3 separate regions of the Mus musculus genome follow, and regions 1 and 3 are each linked to region 2. The links are chromatin contacts, called in public HiChIP or PLAC-seq and Micro-C maps. All regions are on one chromosome and are shown on one strand. The core of a region is the stretch at or near the end of the contact, and the rest is flanking DNA. Distances in the headings are between cores, read along the strand shown. Region 1 overlaps Rps6ka1 (ribosomal protein S6 kinase polypeptide 1). Region 2 overlaps Ahdc1 (AT hook, DNA binding motif, containing 1). Region 3 overlaps Zdhhc18 (zinc finger, DHHC domain containing 18).

Region 1 (2,954 bases), core at 432-2,931, 810 kb before region 2:
CTGCCTTCCGGTGCTGTGTTGAGAGCTGGGATAGATTCTGGTGGTAGAGTTAGACACACCCCAAGTCAGGCATTGCGGTACTCAACTGTAGTACCAGCTGCTAAAGAGGCCGAGTCCAGGAGTTCGAAGCCAGCCTGTACAATGTAGTAGAATTGAAAGAAAGACAAGTTCCCTAGCCATTCTAAAGGAGTTACTTTCCCGAGCTTCCATCCTTCCACTTTTCCTTGAGTAGAGTTGGACCAAACCCTTCTTCTGGTCAGGCCCAAGTCTCTCCACCCCAAGGTTACTGCTAGAACCTGCACAGTGCCTGCAGCTAAGGATTCCTGACTCCTGTCTCTCTGTTACAGTATCCTTTTGGATGAGGAGGGCCACATCAAACTCACTGGTGAGTGAAGGGCACCTGCTCCTTTGGGCTCTGGGGAGGATAACCAGGCTCTGTCTGATAGGTCTCAGCTGATGGCTGTGTTTCCTGGGAGACGATGCCAGTTACATACATGCCAAAAACCTAGGCCTTGTTACTTAGTTATTTTTTGTGTGTGTATGGGAGTTTTGCCTATATTTGTATCTGTACCTCATGCATGTGTTGCCCAAAGAGGCTAGAGTTGCCTGCACCTGGTTGTTAACCATCGTGTGGGAGCTGGGAATGGAACCTGGGTTGTCTGGAAGAACAGCCAATATTCTTAACTGCTGAGCCATCTCTCGAGGCTCCCTAGGTCTCAGAGCAGACTGAGCTCTCACTGACAACCTTGGTGATACCTGGCTCCGGTCAGAGGAGCTAAGTGTGGTAGCCGTGGGCGTGGCAGGGATCCTAGAAGTGACTTCTCTGCCCTCCATGCTGCAGACTTTGGCCTGAGCAAGGAGGCCATAGACCATGAGAAGAAGGCTTACTCCTTCTGCGGGACAGTGGAGTACATGGCGCCCGAGGTTGTCAACCGCCAGGGTCACACCCACAGTGCAGACTGGTGGTCCTATGGGGTGCTGATGGTGAGTGTCCGGGCTCTGCTGCACACTGTTGTACTTTGTTTCCCTCGAAGAGCCGCGGGCTTTAGTCCACCTGCCTGAAGTACCACCCCTCACCTAACTTGGGAACTCTCCTCTGCTTCCTTCCTCTGGCTTTAGTGCTGCTCCTGGGTTCTAGGTTGGGAGGGGGGCAGAGGCAGGCACAGGCCTTGCTGCAGCTAGACTTAGACTGTAAAGTCTTAACAGGCCAGCAAGAATCCCCGGACTGCAGCAGGGTAGCCCGGGAAGGAGGGGGAGGGATGTGTGGGAGACAGAGAACAAGGCCACACCTATATGTTTCCTTTTCCCCCCGAAGTTTGAGATGCTGACGGGCTCCCTGCCCTTCCAGGGGAAGGACCGGAAGGAGACCATGACCTTGATTTTGAAGTAAGCACCAACACTGCCTGGCCCTCCAAGTTCTCCCTAATCCCACCCCAGTTGCAGGGCCAGTGAATTGCTTTTTCCCTGTCTGCAGACCCTTGCTGTCTGCCAGGGCCAGTGGGAAGTGTTCTTAATGTCTCTGGGAGGTGAGTTAGTGGCTGGCTTCTCTGGACTGAGCTGGAAAAGAGAAAGGGAAGGGGCTCTGGGACTCCTGGGTGGGGCTCAGCCCTGATGAGACCTGTGGCTGTTCCAGGGCGAAGCTAGGCATGCCCCAGTTTCTGAGCACGGAAGCCCAGAGCCTCCTGCGGGCCCTGTTCAAGAGGAATCCTGCCAATCGGCTTGGTAAGCAACCCCAGCTCAGAGGAGGGGACATGGCGGTGAGGATCAGGGTACAGCTGCAGCCTAGGCCACGGGGCCACATCTAGGACTGAAAGGAGCTGTTGTCCTTTGTGTGAGCAGACAATGCTGCTGGCCACCCTATTTTCTGGTTCCATGTATGGTGCTGGGAGGGTGACCTGTGTGGGGGGAAGGCAGGAACTGAGTCATTCATACCCCCTCAGGGACAAGGACACAGGCCCCCACACAGCTTCTCTGCCAAGGTTGCTGGCTCAAGGGAAGGCGCAGGAGCTTAGGAGCGAGAAAGGTCTCAGGCCTAGCTGTGTCTGTCCCCGCTGCCCGGCACCCAGCAGTACTGTAAACATTTGCTGAGGGATTGAATACGGTTTATGAGCCTGCGCTATGGCAGGGGACCCCACCTTTCCGAGCCCCAGGTTCCTGTGTCAGTGGAGACACTGATTCTGCCCTGGCTCCCGGGGATCTTTGATGAGAGAAGGACATTCCTGTTGTTCAGTGAAGTATACAGTATTTGCCGAGGTTTTTGGATGCTGGCTTTATCTGGATCACAACCAGCTAAGGTCCAGTCCAGGTCCCTGGGTTGAATCGAATGAGCGTTTGTCTCAGGGATAAAGACGAGAGGCAGTAGGAAAAGAAGGGCAGAGAGGAGGGGGGCCTGTGGCGGGAGTGGATGAAGGCCCTTGTTAGATCTCAAAAGAAGTCAGTCCAGCTTCTGTCAGGATTAATGCTTGGACAGGCTTCCCGTCCTGCCTGGCCCCTCCTTCCTCAGTACACCAGCAGAAGCTCCGTAACATAGGAAATACTGAGCGGGCTCCAGGCTTCAGGGTAGTGGGTACTGACGCAGGACATGGTGAACCCCTGCTGCCCTCCACGGTAGCAGCTGGTCCAGAGCCTGGAAGACAGAATGGGTGTCTGAGGTTGGCTTCATTTGGCTTCTTTCAGGCTCGGGCCCTGATGGGGCAGAGGAAATTAAGAGACATATCTTCTACTCCACCATTGACTGGAATGTGAGTGCCCGTGCCTGTGCCCTGTGATGGACGCAGGAAGGGTGGGGGAGGGGCCCCTGCCAACCGTGGCCTCAGCTGTGGGAGGTAGAAGGTGAGCAGCCCTTAACATGCCCTTGGAGGGGTGACTTCACGCCCTTGAAGGCTGCTCTCCCTTGCTGTTATCCACTGAGCAGCATAGCTTCTACTCTTCCTGTCGGGGCTGCTAGCAGGCTG
Region 2 (2,700 bases), core at 82-2,581:
CCCCACCCTCCCCCACTGTGGCTGTGACCACCCCACCCCTTCCCCAGCCCTCCTCCCCTCTCACCCACCCCTAACCTCCCCTGGGGAGCCAAGCTGCCAGTCCCAGCTCTCACTTCCGGCCTCATGACCCTCTCTGCAGCCTGCGAGCACTCCCCTCCCATTTCCCTCAGCCCCCTCAGTCTGAAGGCTCCTGGATGTCCTTAAGCTCTTAGCAGTGGGAAACATGGCTGCTCTGAAACCTTCCTCAGGCCCTCTCTTCTCCACGGAGGCGTTACCTCCCAGGACTGCCAGCCCCCTTTCTCTCAGGAATTTCATGTTTCACTCTCTTGGTCTTCCCTTCCTTTTAGCCCCTAGTGCCCACCTAATTCGTAGATCTTCTAGCAAGCAGACACTTGCCCTAGATCCTAAGAAGGACCAGTCACTTGTTTTTTTTTTTTTTTTAAGATTATTTATTTATTACATGTAAGTACACTGTAGCTGTCTTCAGACACACCAGAAGAGGGAGTCAGATCTCGTTAGGGATGGTTGTGAGCCACCATGTGGTTGCTGGGATTTGAACTCTAGACCTTTGGAAGAGCAGTCGGGTGCTCTTACCTGCTGAGCCATCTCACCAGCCCCAGTCACTTGTTTTGCATTTAAATGTGAACACAGAGAGGCTTAGTCATGCCCTTAAGGACACACAGCCATGCCAATCAGCTTTGTTGTCACCTAAGTTTGGTTTTGTTGGGATCCTTTAAGTCAAATTGCTTCATCATCCAAAGATTCAGACTAGCCCTGGCCTCCTCAACTATCTCAACTACCACTTCTAATCTCTTTTCCCCCAGTTTGTTATCAAGATGCACTACCTCCCCTGACCACTAGGTGTCCCCCTGGAGCCACTGATGCCCCAAGGGGAACTGGTCCTGCCCCGCCCCCATCATCTCCCCCAACCCCAGAACAGTACAGCACTGCATACCCCACCCTACCCTATCCTCAGCCACACAGAGCTCCTTTGTACAGCCCCCGCCCACCCTCTTCCTGTCCAGAGTGGGGCACCTGGCAAGCAGGTCTGTTCCTGAACCGCCCCCTGCCAGCCCCTTGCCCCGAGTGCCAGGTGTGTAGGCGCCACTGCCAGCTCTCACTGAACCCGAGGGTCACCTCATTGGCAGCCCTCCCTTCCTCCCTCCGAGGTCACCCAGGGACTGTGCTTTCCGCCCCACTCCACCCCCATTCCCTCCTGCCCTTGGCCCTTCCAGACTCCTGTCCTTGTCTTTCCTTCTGTCTCCCAGAGGACTCCCTCTTCCAGTACCACTAGCACCTCCTCCCACCTCTCTCCCGCCCCCGCCCACATCCCTCCCCAGAGAGAGCCAGTTCGGCCACGCCCCTCACTGCCGACCAGGTCGGAAGAACTCCTCCCCCTGGAAAGTCACTGTTGAAAAGGAAGTGACTTCAGCAGTTTGGCCACAAGGCTGGGCATTGCTGAGCCCAGCGCAGCCCAAGTCCTGCCCAGCCCACCTCCAAAACACAAAGGGAGCCATGTGCACATGCCACCTCACCTTGTGCTCAGAACCCTGAGCACACACAAACCCACCCAAGGGTGTTTGAGTCTTGGTCCACTAGTACCCTGTGTGGTAGACAGCCCAGGATACCCACACCTGCATAGGATCCATAGCCAGCAGTCACCACTACAGCACACATGTGAAGCTCTTAACTATTCCCCCCACATAGGCCACTTATGTAACTCTTGCATACACAACCCTGTGCACTAAGGACAGAGAGCCCCACACACCTGCTTGCACACAGACCCAGCACAGCACATTTACAGCCTCACATCCTCCTGCAGCCCTGCCTCCCCACCCTTCCCATCCCTGGAGGCCCAACCCCCATGCAGACCTCAGGAATGCTCCTTTGGAAGTTGGGTGGGGTTTCCAGCAGGCTAAACTCTAAGGAGCTTCCTGGAGCCTGAGGCTTCATGTGTCAGTTCAGGGAGTTGCCTCTATAGGGCAGGGCAGCCCCACCTGGCCTCTGTGGCTGGGAGCCTGGGTGGGCTAAACCTGGGCCACAAGAAAGATGGGTCCTGCCATGGCCTGCCCTGCGGCCAGCTGCCGGGCATGCAATCACACCTGGACTACCATGGCCTCTCAGCTCTGTAGAGGAGTCCTGGGGAGGTCAGCTGCATATATCAGGCACGCTGGCTTCCACCTCTGCCCTGAATCCTGGTCACCGTCACAACCCATCTCTCCGCCCAGTTCTCCAGGTCATGGAGGCATAGGGAAGAGTCCTCAGGCTAGGAGGCAGGATGCTAAGGGACTCACTGTGCCACATGAGCCTCTATTCCCTTCTCTGGATAATGGGGAGTTCGAATAGGCTAGATTAATGTCTCTCTCTCTGCCTAAGCTAAGAGGCGATCTTTGTTACACTGGCTCACAGTTACCTGCGCAGGCTCTGCAGAGGCTGGACTCAGCAAGAAAGGGCTGTCTCCACCAGCATCAGCTTCTCCAGGGTAGTCTTTGCAGAGGCCTGAGCAGTGCCACTCCCCCGGTCACCTGGGACCCTCGGCACTCACTCAGCTGGCTTGGCTCTGGGGTCCAGGCCGATGGGTAGACAGTCAGGCAACCTCCCCATCTGTAGAAGCAAACACAGCACACCAAAGATAAGCATAGATGGAGCATGGACGGAGGAGTCAGGCAGAGGGCAACTGAGCCAGGTGGGCATGCTCCA
Region 3 (3,006 bases), core at 148-2,647, 560 kb before region 2:
CCCATGTTCCTGGGCATACTCTCCTTGTGGTGCCTCCTGTCCTGGTCAGGCAGCTGTGGCTTCCCACTATCGAGGGCCATAGGCCGTCTGGGGTGCCCTCATTTTCCCTCTTCACACCCTCAGATAACACAGGCAGCTCCACATACCGACCGCCCCCTCGGACTCGGGAGGTGATGATCAACGGGCAGACAGTGAAACTCAAGTATTGCTTCACCTGTAAGATGTTTCGGCCTCCCCGGACCTCGCACTGCAGTGTCTGCGACAACTGTGTGGGTGAGTGGGGGTGGGCCTCAAAAAGCCCGGAGAGACTGAGTCTTGGATGCAGGAAGTCACATGTGGGGCAAGGCAGACAGCATCTGACTTACTTAGGACTGAGTGGGAAGGCAGTGGCATCTCTTGGCCCAGCGCTGGTCTATATCCCATCCCACCGATCCCGAACATTGTGACAGACCTTGAACTTGTGTGTCCCGTCCCGTCCCGTCCCCCACCCGTCTTCAGTGTGCTCCTCAGTAGGTCCATGATCCCAGAAGCCTGGAGCTGTAACATGGAGGACAGGGTGCTCTAACTGAGAAAGAAGGCAGGGAGGGTGGGAGTCTGGAGGAGGGAGGCGGAGAGCATGGACCAGAGCTGAAGACTGGCTCCTGACCAAGCTTGGTTTGTTCCCCTCACCCTGCTCCCCAGACGCCATACAGCTCGATGAAGACCATGACAGTCCCTTGGGAGGGTGTCACAAGGGAGAGTCTGTATGACACCCAAGCGAGCTGAGCCATGGTGACAGTGCACAGTTCCCAGGGCAGTGACTTCATGGTGCCAGCTCAGCACCCTCTGAAGAGGAGAGCGGCACAGCAGGCGTGAAGTGGGTGACTCAATGCCTCTTATTCATCCCTGCCAGTCTGCCCCACCCACTGCCTCAGAGGCACCAGCCTTTGGCATAAGGCCTGCAACGGGCTCATGACCCAGATTCCCACAGGGACTTTCCTTACCAGGGTGTGACTCCCACCCTCAGGGACTTAGCAATGGTATGAGCTCAGTCCTCTGCCCTGGCCTCTGGTGCCAGCTCTGCAGGAGCTACGTAGCGGCCCAGCCCTCTCTAGACCTTAAGGCCAGAGCCGTTGGCATGGAGCTAGTAAGAGGCCATAGTCTGTGAGTCTTTGAAGCAGACACTGTCAGACTCTGGCAGGGGTCTGAGGCCAGCACATGTCTTGTTCAAGGGCAGTGCTGTCTAAAAGAAGAGCAAGAGAACAGACCAGGAGACCTCTGCCTAGATTGAGACCATAGGAGACTTTTTAAGGGAGTGGCTTTGTAGTTGACATCTGAAGGAGTTACTATGGAGCTAAAAGAATAGACAGGGAATGTGTCAGGCAGTGGGTGGGAACTGATGAGCAAGGGCTGGAAGCAGGGTGTGTCCAAGGGAGCAGCTGGTGGGGAGGGGGCAAGTGCCAGCCTGGGGCAAAGGCTAGTCACCCAGCAGTGCTGACTGGGGAACCCCCACTAACTCCTCCTTCCCTTCCTAGAACGGTTTGACCATCACTGCCCTTGGGTGGGCAACTGTGTGGGGAGACGGAACTACCGCTTCTTTTATGCGTTTATTCTCTCCCTCTCCTTCTTGACGGCCTTCATCTTCGCCTGCGTGGTCACCCACCTGACCCTTCGTGAGTTGGGGAACAGCGGGTGGAGGAAGGCTAACCAGTGAGCTCGGCCCTAGCGTAGGGCCGTGCTCACCCCCACCCCCACCCCCTGAGCTGTGTCCCTTTCTTCTTCCTAGTTTCTCAAGGAAGCAACTTCCTCTCCGCTCTGAAAAAGACACCAGCAAGATATCCTTTGCGGGCTGGTCACCCTGGGTGGGGAATTGAGGCCTCTTCATGGGACAGGTCTCCAGAGTGGGTAGGGCTCTATCTATTCTCTAGAATGCACTCTACCCGCTAGTTTGTCAAGACCCAGGCTGGAGCTGACCCTAAAGGGATCGTCACGGAGAGGGGCAGAGCAAGCAGGCTCAGGAAAATGCCTGTCTACAGAGGCTTGGCAGAGAGTGGATTTTGTAATTAAATTTTTGTTTACCCTGCAGCGGGGAACATGCATGTGCCATGTCACACGAATAGGGATGGGGACAACTTGAAGTTCAAACTCAGCTTGTCAGGCTTGGTGACAGGCTCCTTTATCCATTGAGTCACGTCACCAGCTGCGAGTTCCTTAGGATGCCAGGCTTCCTGCTCCATGCCAGGATCCTGTGGTTGGAATTCCCTCTGCCATCCCTAGCCCAGAGCCCGCCTTGTTCCCCAGGCGCTCCCTCCCCCTTCTGCTGAGAAATGACTGGATCACAGAAAGGTCCCCAAACCTGTCACTTTCCAGGGACATAGCTCCAGGGAAGGGTGAGCTCAGGGGTCAGGGGTTCCACCCTCTCTTGCACGCGTCCTTGACAGGGCCCACTGTGCTGGAGTTGGTCATCTGCTTCTTCTCAATCTGGTCCATCCTGGGCCTCTCAGGGTTCCACACGTACCTCGTGGCCTCCAACCTGACAACTAACGAAGATGTGAGTAAAGTTGGACAGGCCCGGGGAGCCTGGGGTGGCCAAGTGCTGCCCGCTGGGGGGGTCCAAGGTGGAAGCCTAATGTCAGACCCAATGTCACACAGACCTGGGGGTCCTGCTGTGACAGAATTAGGATGCATATTGCCCATGGCATGACCAAGAGATGTGGCCTAGGGTCATAATGCTGGAGGGGTCCAATCCAAGATTAATGGCAGAAATCACGACCAAGCCTTCACATCCACCACTCCACTCCGCACCCTCATGATGGCTTATAACGCCAGGCTGTGTACTCTCCTGCACAACACTGCCTGGAACCCTAGTCCTACATAACCCAGTGCCCTCTTCTGGTCTCCTCTAGTACTGCACACACGTGGTACACAGACATTTATCGGGCAAGACCCCATATGCATAAAATAATTAATAGAGGTTTTAAAACAAGCATAGGATGCGGAGTCATGACTAGGTGTATCCATTGAGAG

Evidence for each region. A called contact is a pair of places that touch in the nucleus more often than the background predicts. HiChIP or PLAC-seq counts read pairs in DNA pulled down with a chosen protein or histone mark.
Region 1: a contact with region 2 is called in a Micro-C map of embryonic stem cells, with 2.0 times the contacts expected there. The contact joins two enhancer-like sites. A contact is called at or near these places in 1 of 484 Hi-C or Micro-C datasets (embryonic stem cells) and 1 of 115 datasets of contacts at active chromatin or transcription factors (pancreatic cancer cells).
Region 3: a contact with region 2 is called in a FOXA1 HiChIP or PLAC-seq map of pancreatic cancer cells. The contact joins two enhancer-like sites. A contact is called at or near these places in 1 of 115 datasets of contacts at active chromatin or transcription factors (pancreatic cancer cells) and 1 of 9 other capture datasets (adipose tissue).

The regions. Positions count from the first base shown.
Region 1 is chr4:133,863,793-133,866,746 of GRCm38.p6, reverse strand. Rps6ka1 (ribosomal protein S6 kinase polypeptide 1) reads left to right here. Exons shown (of 22, transcript NM_009097.5): 8 at 348-385; 9 at 842-984; 10 at 1,316-1,386; 11 at 1,634-1,722; 12 at 2,677-2,741. Among named protein-coding and RNA genes, the nearest start is that of Gm12977, 6.7 kb to the left of the region's middle. Within about 2 kb of position 1,681, at least 72 of the 459 cell types and tissues checked have an H3K27ac peak or open chromatin away from gene starts, as enhancers often do. A contact at or near this core is called in embryonic stem cells, where this site is marked.
Region 2 is chr4:133,054,917-133,057,616 of GRCm38.p6, reverse strand. It overlaps Ahdc1 (AT hook, DNA binding motif, containing 1), which reads right to left. Exons shown (of 7, transcript NM_146155.3): 3 at 2,414-2,604. Among named protein-coding and RNA genes, the nearest start is that of Gm26615, 27 kb to the left of the region's middle. Within about 2 kb of position 1,331, at least 293 of the 459 cell types and tissues checked have an H3K27ac peak or open chromatin away from gene starts, as enhancers often do. A contact at or near this core is called in embryonic stem cells and pancreatic cancer cells, where this site is marked.
Region 3 is chr4:133,612,447-133,615,452 of GRCm38.p6, reverse strand. It overlaps Zdhhc18 (zinc finger, DHHC domain containing 18), which reads left to right. Exons shown (of 8, transcript NM_001017968.2): 3 at 124-273; 4 at 1,515-1,652; 5 at 1,766-1,814; 6 at 2,428-2,530. Among named protein-coding and RNA genes, the nearest start is that of Sfn, 12 kb to the right of the region's middle. Within about 2 kb of position 1,397, at least 147 of the 459 cell types and tissues checked have an H3K27ac peak or open chromatin away from gene starts, as enhancers often do. A contact at or near this core is called in pancreatic cancer cells, where this site is marked.